2 separate regions of the Zea mays genome follow, and region 1 is linked to region 2. Evidence: chromatin contacts called from public Hi-C data. All regions are on one chromosome and are shown on one strand. Each heading gives the region's core, a stretch centred on a gene start, on an enhancer-like site or on the middle of the called end of the contact. The rest is flanking DNA. Distances are from core to core; before and after follow the strand shown.

Region 1 (5,664 bases), core at 1,541-4,040, 660 kb after region 2:
CACTCTTAGGTGGCCTGAATAAGTATATAGTGATGTATCAACACTGTGTAATGATCTTATGCATACGTCTCCTGTCTTAGTGTTTATTCCGACAACCTTTAATTTTTTTAAAACCATAGTATTCAATTAAAACTATAGTGTTTTCTAGTTTTTTTAATGAAAACTCCAGCCTAAATCTTTTATAAACCATATTTTAAGCATCTTTTGCTATTTAAACTAAAGTTTTTTTAAACATGGCATCCAACCAAGTATCCAACACTAGTGATGACAATAGACAGAAACTGATGGAAAATACCTCTCTAATTTCCGTATCCGTATTTTATCATCGGAAACGGGATCGGGTCCGGAATAGTCGGGAACGAAAACGGCAGCAGGATAAACGGAATTACGAAAACGAACGAAAACGAAAATACTAACGAAAACTCATAATTTAATACAAATAAAATGATATTGATGTCTTAGGGGTGTTTGAATGCACTAGAGATAATAGTCAGTGGCTAAAATTAGCTATAGACATCCAAACACCCCAGATAATAGTTAAGCTATTAGCTATTTTTAGTGAATTAGCTAGTAGTTAGCTACAAGGTTCAGCTAGGCGCTAGGCGGAATCTAGGCGGTGACCCATTGCCTAGCGCCTAGTCGGGAGTACTCGGTCTTAGGCGCTTCTAGGCGCTTTTCTAGGCGTTTTGGCAATATAGCCATAAATTATATATATATTATGTATATAACTATATATACGTATATAACTACTATATATGAGTCACAGACTCACAGTAAGTATAAAAAGAAGGCCAGTAGACATATCTGATTCCTAGCTGAGCTTACTCTTGCATGTTCCTAGCTCCTGCAAGGCTGCAACACATTTGGACAGCTAGTAGTTAGTAAATTAGTCAATAGACAACTAGTTGTTCATAAAAAAAATAGAAAACACTAAATTGTGACTTATCTGGATGATTTCAGCAGCCTCCCATTCATGAGCAGTTGAGCACACCATATCAGCAGCTGGTAATTACAACACAAGTGGATAGGACAGTAATACAAGTGCAGAACACAATTTATAAATAAAGGACAGCACAAGCACATAGTTCTTAGTTCAGGTCTCACACAAAAGAAGACACACAGACACAAAGTGACACAACTGCAGTTCATAAGACCAGGGCATCACAAAAGGCTTCACTACTAGATGGGGATGGTCCAGATCATATTTCATCTTCACTGTAGCACAAATCTTCATCTTCATACTCTTCTTCTTCAGACTCAAACTCTTCTCCTTCATAGAGCTCTCTCACTCTTGCACTTCTACGAGGCTCAAGCTGTTCTTCTGCTCCCACTGCCTCTCCAATAACAGACCAAGGTATCCCTGTACCTTCCATCTCATCTTCCTCCCCATCTCTAAAGACAACTTGTGCACAATCATCTCCACCCTCTTGGAGAAAACCTTGAGCTTCAGTTGTATCACTAGACAAGAGAACATCAGTGATTTTCTTTGACCTAATCTTTTCTCTGTTATTCATCAGCCTGTTATTGAACTGAATATAGACCAACTTGTTGAGGCGGGTTGTAGTCAGCCTATTTCTCTTCTTAGTGTGTATCTATAAATTAGAAACAAAAGCATTTTCAGTTCTGAAATTTAATCATAATACTGCTGAAATGATTAATAGATAGGCACTAACCCCTTCAAACCCACTCCAATTTCTTTCACAACCAGAAGAGCTTGATGTCAAAGATAATATCCTTGTAGCCATCTTCTGTAAAGCTGGTGTTTCAGTTCCATATAACCGCCGCCATGATGCTGAAATAAATTAGAAACACCTCTATTAGTTTAAAAAACAGCAAACAGCCATGTTAGAAAACAGCAAACAACCATATAATAAGTACCTCTACCTGGATTGTAATCATAGTTTTGAAAAGTTCTTGCAAGCTTCTTGCTAAATGGTCCTTCTCTATTCTGAATTTTTTTCAATTCAAAGTTGGCAGCCTGTTCTTGTTGGTCCTCATCATGATAATAAAATTGCTCGACACAAGATATGAAGGCTTCATTCATTTTGGGCTCATCAAAGATTGATGGGTTAGCATAGCTGTAGTGTGGATTCAGCAAAAAAGCTGTCAAATGCAATGGAGAATCAAGTCTTCCATTCATCTTCTTCTCAATTACAGCCATAACATCTTTGAATCGAGACTCGACATTGCCAAAGTCCTCTTTGACCTCTCTCTTTGCCTTTAGTAGCTCTCCATAAAGGAAACCCATGGATGGCTTCACATCCCCATCAACCAAACAGAGGACTTTGACCAATGGCTCAAAAACAGCCAACATTAGCTTCACATCCTTCCAAAAGGCTGGACTCAATATAGTAGCTGTGGCCTCTTTTCCTTTCTTTGATTTCACATCCTTTAATGAGTCCCACCTGCTATGAACCACCATCTTCCTTAACTGATCCTTCTTCTCTTGCATACTGTTCAAAGTGAGAAAGTATGAAGCAAACCTAGTCACTCCTGGCCTCACTAGCTCTTTCCCCTCTGTGAAGTATCTCAAGCACTCCAATGTTCTTGTGTAGCCATACACAAATATGGTAAATGACTTTGCTTGGTCAATCACTTTCTTGAACCGAGGCAAGTTGCCAATTCCTTGGAGCATCAAGTTGATTGTGTGAGCTGCACAAGAGGTCCAAAATATTTGTGGTCTCTTCTCAAGCAATAGCTTCTTTGCTCCCATGTTGTTAGAGGCATTGTCAGTGACTACTTGCACCACATTTTCTTCACCAATGTCTTAAATTGCTTTGTCCACTAATTCAAAAATGACTTCACTTGTGTGTGACACACCTGACATCTATTTTGAGCTGATGAAGGAGGTTCCATCAGCACAATTAGTGCATATATTCATTATGCTTCTCCTCTTCCTATCTGACCAAGCATCGGTCATAATAAAGCACCCATTTTTCATCTTCTCGGCTTCACGTTCCTGCAGCAAGCACTTGGTTCTTTCATATTCTTCTTCCAGCAAACTACCTCGAAAGGCATCTTGAGTTGGAGGTGTTAGTCCTGGTCCAAATTGTCCAATTGCTTCACACATTTGCTTGAACTCATCATTGTCACATGCATTGAAAGGTATTCCTGCCAATGATTAAAAAATGAAGTCTAATTAGTGTTCAGTTCATGAATTTTAAAATGTGAAAACAACATCGTATACTAGCAATTTACCATGATTATAGGCCCATCTTGCAATAAACTTGTGCACCTCATGCTCTCGTTCTTTCCATAGTTCTTTGTTCAGCTGCTGTTGTTTGAATGAATCAGCCTTGGTAGGATCAATAGCACGTGTCCATTTGTCAATTGGCCCTAATTTGTGAGGCTGTGAGCTTCCAACACAAGTGACTTCTTCTGACTCCTCTCCAACCCTAGATACATTCACTTCCTCTCTAAGTTCTAGCTCACGAACAGTCTTCTCCTCCCTCTTCCTTTTTGCAGCCTCTATTGCTTTCTTGCACTTCTCTTTAGCCTCTAGAGCCTGCAGTGTTGTAGACGTGCATTTCTTCACATTCTTTCCAACATGGGCAAGATGCTCCTTCAACCTATAAATCCCTCCCCTCATCTCCTTGTCACAGAACTTACACTTCACCTTGTCTTTGTTGTTAGCATCAACAAGAACACCATATTCCCATCCAACATCATCTGAATTTCTTTTTAGGAGATTCGCTCTAGCTGCTTCAGTTTCAGAAGGTGCAGTTGTAGTTTCTGATGACATCCTTAAGTTTCAGAAGGCTATCCTTTCTCTTGACCGCAGTCCGCAAGATCTAGAGGCTAAAACCAGGGGAGGAAAGCAGGGGAGGCCAAGTTAGCAGGAGAGGCCAAGTTAGCGGATGGGGATGAGCAGGGAGGGGAGCAGCCGACGGGGGAGGAGAACTCACCTTGGCACGGGCAGGAAGCAGGGACGACGGGGACGAGGGAGGCCGGTGGCTGCACTTCCTCCGGCGCGTTATAGCGGCTGGATTTTGCCGCGCGGGGAGGAGGGATGCCGAGCGGGACAGCGGCTGGATTTTGCCGCGCTGGGAGGAGGGAGGCCGAGCGGGATAGCGGCTGGGAGGAGGGATTTTCCCGCGCGGGAGGAGCACGGCGCGCGCGCTAAAAACCTGGCCGCGCTAAAAACTTGGCCGCCTACGCGCCCGCCTACGGCGCTTGCGCGCCGCAAACTCGCCACGGAGGCGCGGCTGAGCGCCGCCTATGCGCTGCGCCCGCCTAGACGCCACACAACCCCCTAGGCTATGCGTCAGCCCGTCGATTAGCGCCTAGGCGCCGCCTAACCGCCGCCTAGCCGAACCCTGGTTAGCTAACTATTTGTTAGCTAGCTAATTCTACGAGTATATTTTTAGCTAACTAACTATTAGCTCTAGTATATTTAAACACCTATTTAAAGCTTGTTCAGTTAGCTCTCAATTTATGTTGATTGAGTAAGATTGGATGAGTTTGAATTCCAAATAAGTTAAACTTTTTTTTAATTTTTTTATTCTAATCTGATCCATATGTATTGAGAATAAACGAACAAAACCTTTAAAGTAGAAAATTGTCATAGTAGCTCTAACTTTTTAGTCAACTTCGTCCAAAACCCAAACTCGCAACGTCGCACACGGCTCATATAAAATGCCGGAGCCGTCTGCGCATTGGACTCAAAGCGAACCTCGCCGCCGCCTCTTCCGTCTCTCTCATCTCCGTCCTCCTGCAATCTCACCCCTCCCTCTAAACCCGCAGGCCGCAGTAGCGCCGCTACGGTTTGCTCAGGATTCGAACCCCACCTTCTGATTGCTCCGAATCCGAGGTAACCCGCCTTCTCCCCCGCGCCCTCTTCCAAGGTTCGAGCTAGGGTTTCTGCGTGTTTGCTCAGATTTCATTGTTTTGATCTCAGGCGGCGGTTGCGCAGAAGTTTGCGGCATGGCGGGGTACCCGGAGGACAACCAGCACGCGTTGAACGGGTACGACGATGAGGAGGTCGACGAGGAGGGGCACCCCGGGCGGCGGGGAGGTCGGGATGGGGCGTCTGGGTACGGCGATGCTGGCGGAGAGGATGTGAGGGGGGCGGGCGGCGACTCATCGGGGTGAGCGATCTGGGCCCTAGGATTTCTGAACATTAATGATGTAGGTCAAAAGGAGATTTATTATTTTTGCTTTCTGCAGGAAGATTTTTGTCGGAGGCGTTGCTTGGGAGACAACTGAAGGTAAAATTTATATGTTATTTACTGGATTGGGTGCGCCTGGAGTTTGATTTGTCTAGTTCGGTTCTTCAGATATTTTGGATGCTAAAATAAAGGTGCTCCCTGAGCTTGATTTGTCTAGTAAAAATGTGGAAAAATCAACTATCAGAGAGCAGGTTGTCATAAAGGGTGTTGTAGTAAATGGTTGATATGGGTTTTGTTATTGCGGAAAGTATTTTCCTTGTTTTTAATCAAGTTTGTGAATTTTTGTATCTTCTGTTTGGAATTTGTGAATGATATACCTGCGTGACTAGTCATAAAAACTATGGTATGATTGATGATGCACTTGATAGATACATGTTTCTTTGCATGTTCTGTGCTTCTGAGCATATTTTTGGTGCTTATCATTTCAAATTTGTTTTCACTATAATACTGGGAAATGTGGGATAAAGTAAAAACTGTGAACCCCTGCATCATGCCC
Region 2 (4,933 bases), core at 2,076-4,575:
TAGGCGGTTGGATCGATTAGGCAACCTAACTACTTTATCTCTAACACATGGTGAAACCCTAGATCCAAAATGTGGCTAAAATGGAGGAAAAATGAACAAAATTTGGCAAAAGAAACATAAGCCAAACTTTCCTAGCAACTAATAAACAAAAAATTTTAATACCCAAACCTATCTCTAACACATGGTGAAAGCCTAGTTCCAAAATGTAGTTAAAATTGAGCAAAAATGAACAATAATTGACAATTGAAACTTAATTAAACCAACCTTCCATACAACACATTCACCATTCATTAAGCAACTAAATATGTGTTATGGATAAACTTATTTGAGAACTAAACATGAAAAAGGAGAGGGAATAGACAAAATCTAACCATCTTAAGCAACCTCATTTGAGGAAATAGAGAAAATAACCTAGCTATACTCTTCTCTCTCACATGTAAAACCCTAGATCCAAAATGTGGCTAAAATTGAGCAAGAATGAACAAAAATTGACAAAGAAACATAAACCAACCTTTCTTATCCACCTTCTTCCAAGAAATGAAGACCAAAACCTCCCCCTTGTTTTTTTGTGAAATCTGGACCTCCAAAATCGCCTCCAATGGAAGTTGGCTGCGAGCATACAGCTCCTGTCGGGGGGAAAAAGAGGGGTAATTATAACAGACAGTTCACTGGTGGTTGGCTTGAAAAACCGCCAGTGGAAATAGTTTTCCACTGGCGGTTCCCAAGCCGGGCCCACCTCGTTTTTTTACTGGCGCGCGATAACTGAAACCGCCAGTGATAATTTATGGGTGTCGCAGGCTTTGAGCTCTTTTCTACTAGTGATCATATACTAGCAGATCAGGGTTTAAGAGGCACACAATATAACTGAACCGGGTATATTTTACCGATGGGTTTGCGGGTTTGGGTACCATAAGAACGTACCCGCACGCCCGACGGTACAACTTTATTCCCATTAATAATCCCATGGGTAAGAAAATTGACCCATACATGTACCCTAAGGACTAGTTTGGATACCCCATTTTACCAAGGGATTTCTATTTTCCCATGGAAAAATGAACTAATTTTCCTTGGGAAAATGAAAATCCTTTGAAAAAATAGGGTTTCTAAACAAGCCCTAATAGAATAAAAAACCGTCGGGTTTCGATACCCTTTGCCATCTCTACTCGTTAGCGACGTGGGGGCTAAGACCTATGGGCGCATGGCACATGTGAATGTGGTGTCGTTTGGCTCTTGGCGACAATGTTAGCTTAGTGATGGCGCCATTGGTTTGATGTGGTTGGCTTGGCCGCTGCTTACGGGGGAGGACAACACATCTTTGTTCGATTGAAGATCAACGAGCACATGGCACGCTGCCGTAAGACAGCAGATTAGTTCTATTGGAGACTAGTAGGCCAATGGTGCCAGGCCTGGCCCATCCATCCACGCTTATGTAATGAGCATGAGCAGTGCGTTGCGTGTACAACCACCTGACCAGCTAGCCGTCGCGAATTGCATTGCAAAGCTACCAAGGACTATCAACTAGATGAATGCTCCATCCATCGACGCTTGTGTGGGCATGGGCCAGTAGGGCGCGCGATGACCATGACGATGGGGTAAACCATGATTTTTGTCTTCTTCAATTATTTTAAAAGATAGTTTTTTATTTTTATCTTTAAAAACCGGAAATAGCTCCTCATTTATATCTTCCAAAATCAGCCACATGACCCTTATGATTGCTTCCCTTGGTAGTTTTTTCTTTTATGTTTATTTTAGCTAAATGTTTGAAAATTGTAGTAAATTAAAAAATCATAAAATCGAAATCTATTTGCATTGGACTCCACATGAGTACATATACACAGTGAACAAATGGTATGCTTCAATATAGTTTTAGCTATATCTTAGATCTATGTTTTTGCAAGAATTAATTCACAATTATAGTTTTTGTAGACTAATTTTGATAAAAAAATTTGTGATGGGCTAATCATTATATCCTTGAGATGTAGCAAAAACATCATGCTCATTGGATCATATATGACTGTGTTATAGTTTTATGTAGATAAATTTGTAACTCAGTCATCTATGATCCAACGATCGTAAAATTGTTACTACAACTGAAGCATGCAATTAATAGCTCATCGTAAAACTTTCATCACAATTGGACTAGAGAAATTATAGCTATGAATTAGTTACATAAAAGCATAGATTCAAGTTACATAAAAGCTTTATATTAAAGCATGTCGAATTAAATTATTGTGTATTGTTAGAGGCCTTCCTCTTACGAAGGTCCTAGAAAACATAGCTAACTATTTGCTTTCAGCATATTACTGAATACTATAGGAGCTTCGTCACCAAAAGAGCTTCGGCATAGTACAAGAGAAGTACAACGAAGCACGCTTCATCAAGCAGGCTTCATCACGGCGAAACAAGGAGACGATGCAACGAGAAGGTGTTGCTCAAGTTATTAAATACAAATGACGATATTGTTCTTGTGACATCTTGTAAACTCTATATGTAATTGTTGGCATGAATGTAATAGCACACGAACCCTTATGGTTGTCTATAAATATATGAACAGTATCCACGTATTATTCACGCTGGATTGTAATTGCTCTTGTGTCATCACCTTCAAACAAGCCGAATGTATCAATGTAGTATAAATTATGATAATGCTTATACGTTTATTATGGGATAAATATGTGAATAGATAACACATCTTATGTGTATAAGCTTTTATTTTTATGAATGATGAAGACATGTTCTTCGTGACCTTCGTCTGAAAATCTCATTATATCCGAAAGAAGATAATGCCTCGAAGGACGAATGTCCTTAACGTTTAAAAATGGTGTTGCATTGTTCTTAATTCATAGTAGTTGAGAACGAGTGACCAACATGTATGTCTACTCATGCGGAGTTAAACGTGATTGAGTTTTATTTTATTATTTTTCTATGATTTAATATACTTTTTTCTAAGATGTAGATAAAATAAACATAAAAGAAAAAAACTATCGACAGAAACATTCATGGGTCAAGTGTATTTTGTTTCACGAGTTAGGACGGTCTCCAGTAGTCAATCTACCTCATCCTCTATATCACTCCCTATTTTTAAATATTACACAGCGTAATATAAAGACAAAACAACCATATGCATGCTCTACCGAGCATAGCATAAGGGAGATTTTTCCGGTTTTAGAGTTAAGATAAAAACTAACTTTCGTCATAGTTAAGAAGACAAAATAAACGTTTTTCATTTTTTTAACTTTAAACAATCACCACGGTTTCCGCCTGCGTGGGCCTGCTGGGCTCGGTTGCCCGTCGCGTTACCGGCCGTGGGCGCTCCCGTTCCCCCTCCTGCTGCTTTGCGGCTGGGCCGTTGGGATCTCATGAGCCCGTTGCGAAACCACTTTCGGGCATCTCGGTTCTCTTCTGAACTCGTGAAGGTGCAGGCAGAGTGTCAGCGTCAGGCGAGACAGACAACACATCGCATCAGAGACATTATTGTCTTTTCTCGTCCGTCCGTAGGACGAACGCCTCGCCTTCTTCATCAACCTGGGGGTGGAAACGGATCAAAGATATAAATTCGAATGTCATAGTTTACCATATTTTAGTCTGAATTCAGATACAAATTCGAATATATTAGAATATGAATACAAAATAGATAGTTGAATTCGAATTCTTGTTCGGATGTTTACTCAATTCAACTCAAACGACGTACCCTAAATTTAACATATGTATATGTGAATTTTTATTTAAGTACAAGTTTATAGATAATCAATAGATAATTAAAACATATTAAAATTAAAATTGATTTCTCATGATCCTCCATATCCAAGTCAACAAAACTATATAAACAATATTTTTAAACTATCGAAGCATGTAACAAAAGATAAACAACAACACATGATATTTAATAAGTGACATTTGTATAAATACAAGTAAATTAGAATTAATATAAAATAGTAAATGTACTAAGAAAAACAAATTTTTCGTTCTAAAATGAATGAATGTCCTATATAAATGTGTATACCAAAACTTAAATAAAAACATGAAAAAATTTATCTATATATTGTAAAGTGGATAGTTATAGTTGAATGTTTATGTAACTTAGTTTAGATGTGTTCACTATATAGATAAAGTGGAGAGTTATAATTGAATGTTTATGAAACTTATTGAATTTTATCATTGGATATCACTAGAAATATAAGGTTGATATATTTATTTATCATATAAATATTTTTTAATATTTTAAATGATATATATCATTTTTCTAGTATATTGTTAAACTTAAAATCATTTTTAATTAGTAATTAGTGATAAAGTTAAGTTTGAAATGGTTTCATGAAACATATTTTTTCACGGATACGGATAGTATCGAATGTTTCATAGTTTTTTTCGAATACGAATATAGAATCGGATAGAGAAAAGTACTATAAATCAAAATCGAATACATCCATTTGACATCTACATTGAAATCGAATACGAATACGGATATTCATATTAGCAATTTACGAATATGGATAATTTGAATCTCCAGACATCCATTTTCAGCCCTATCTGGAACAGTTAAGGGTTATTTACTTTCTAGGAACTGACCATCTATTTTATTTCATTTTAATCCTTAGATTTCAATAATTTAAAGATTAAAATAAAATAAAATATATGTACGGTGCAACTAGAAATAGGGACAGCCACATGCAGCGTTATTCTAGCGATCTCGACATCTCGTAGGCTTCCGTTCGGAAGTCATTATTAGCAGCCGAAGGGAGGCTGCAGCTTTTCTGATTCTATGTCCTGTTTATTTCAGTTTTTTAGCTTCTAGTCACCCGAAGTTGTCGTGGACTACCAAATAGCCAACTTATCAATCAATTTTTATAAGAATCGTTTTTTTGATAAAAACCATACAAAATTAACATGAATATAAAATCGGTCGAGCCACTGTGATAATAGAAATCCGTCA

Evidence for each region. Hi-C and Micro-C count contacts between places; a contact is called where the count stands out from the background.
Region 1: a contact with region 2 is called in a Hi-C map of ear, with 1.9 times the contacts expected there. The contact joins the promoter of LOC103628594 here to the enhancer-like site in region 2. A contact is called at or near these places in 3 of 25 Hi-C or Micro-C datasets (ear, leaf and tassel).

Annotation. Positions count from the first base shown.
Region 1 is chr5:158,213,963-158,219,626 of Zm-B73-REFERENCE-NAM-5.0, forward strand. LOC103628594 reads right to left here and starts at 2,791. Exons shown (of 3, transcript XM_020538517.3): 1 at 1,885-2,791; 2 at 1,674-1,792; 3 at 903-1,592. The coding sequence starts at 2,713. The coding sequence ends at 1,200. It overlaps LOC100382538, which reads left to right and starts at 4,695. Exons shown (of 7, transcript NM_001175272.1): 1 at 4,695-4,810; 2 at 4,898-5,087; 3 at 5,167-5,207. The coding sequence starts at 4,924. It also overlaps the pseudogene LOC103628595.
Region 2 is chr5:157,557,041-157,561,973 of Zm-B73-REFERENCE-NAM-5.0, forward strand. No RefSeq gene overlaps it. Among protein-coding and RNA genes, the nearest start is that of LOC109939553, 95 kb to the left of the region's middle. Within about 2 kb of position 3,326, at least 15 of the 20 cell types and tissues checked have an H3K27ac peak or open chromatin away from gene starts, as enhancers often do. A contact at or near this core is called in ear, leaf and tassel, where this site is marked.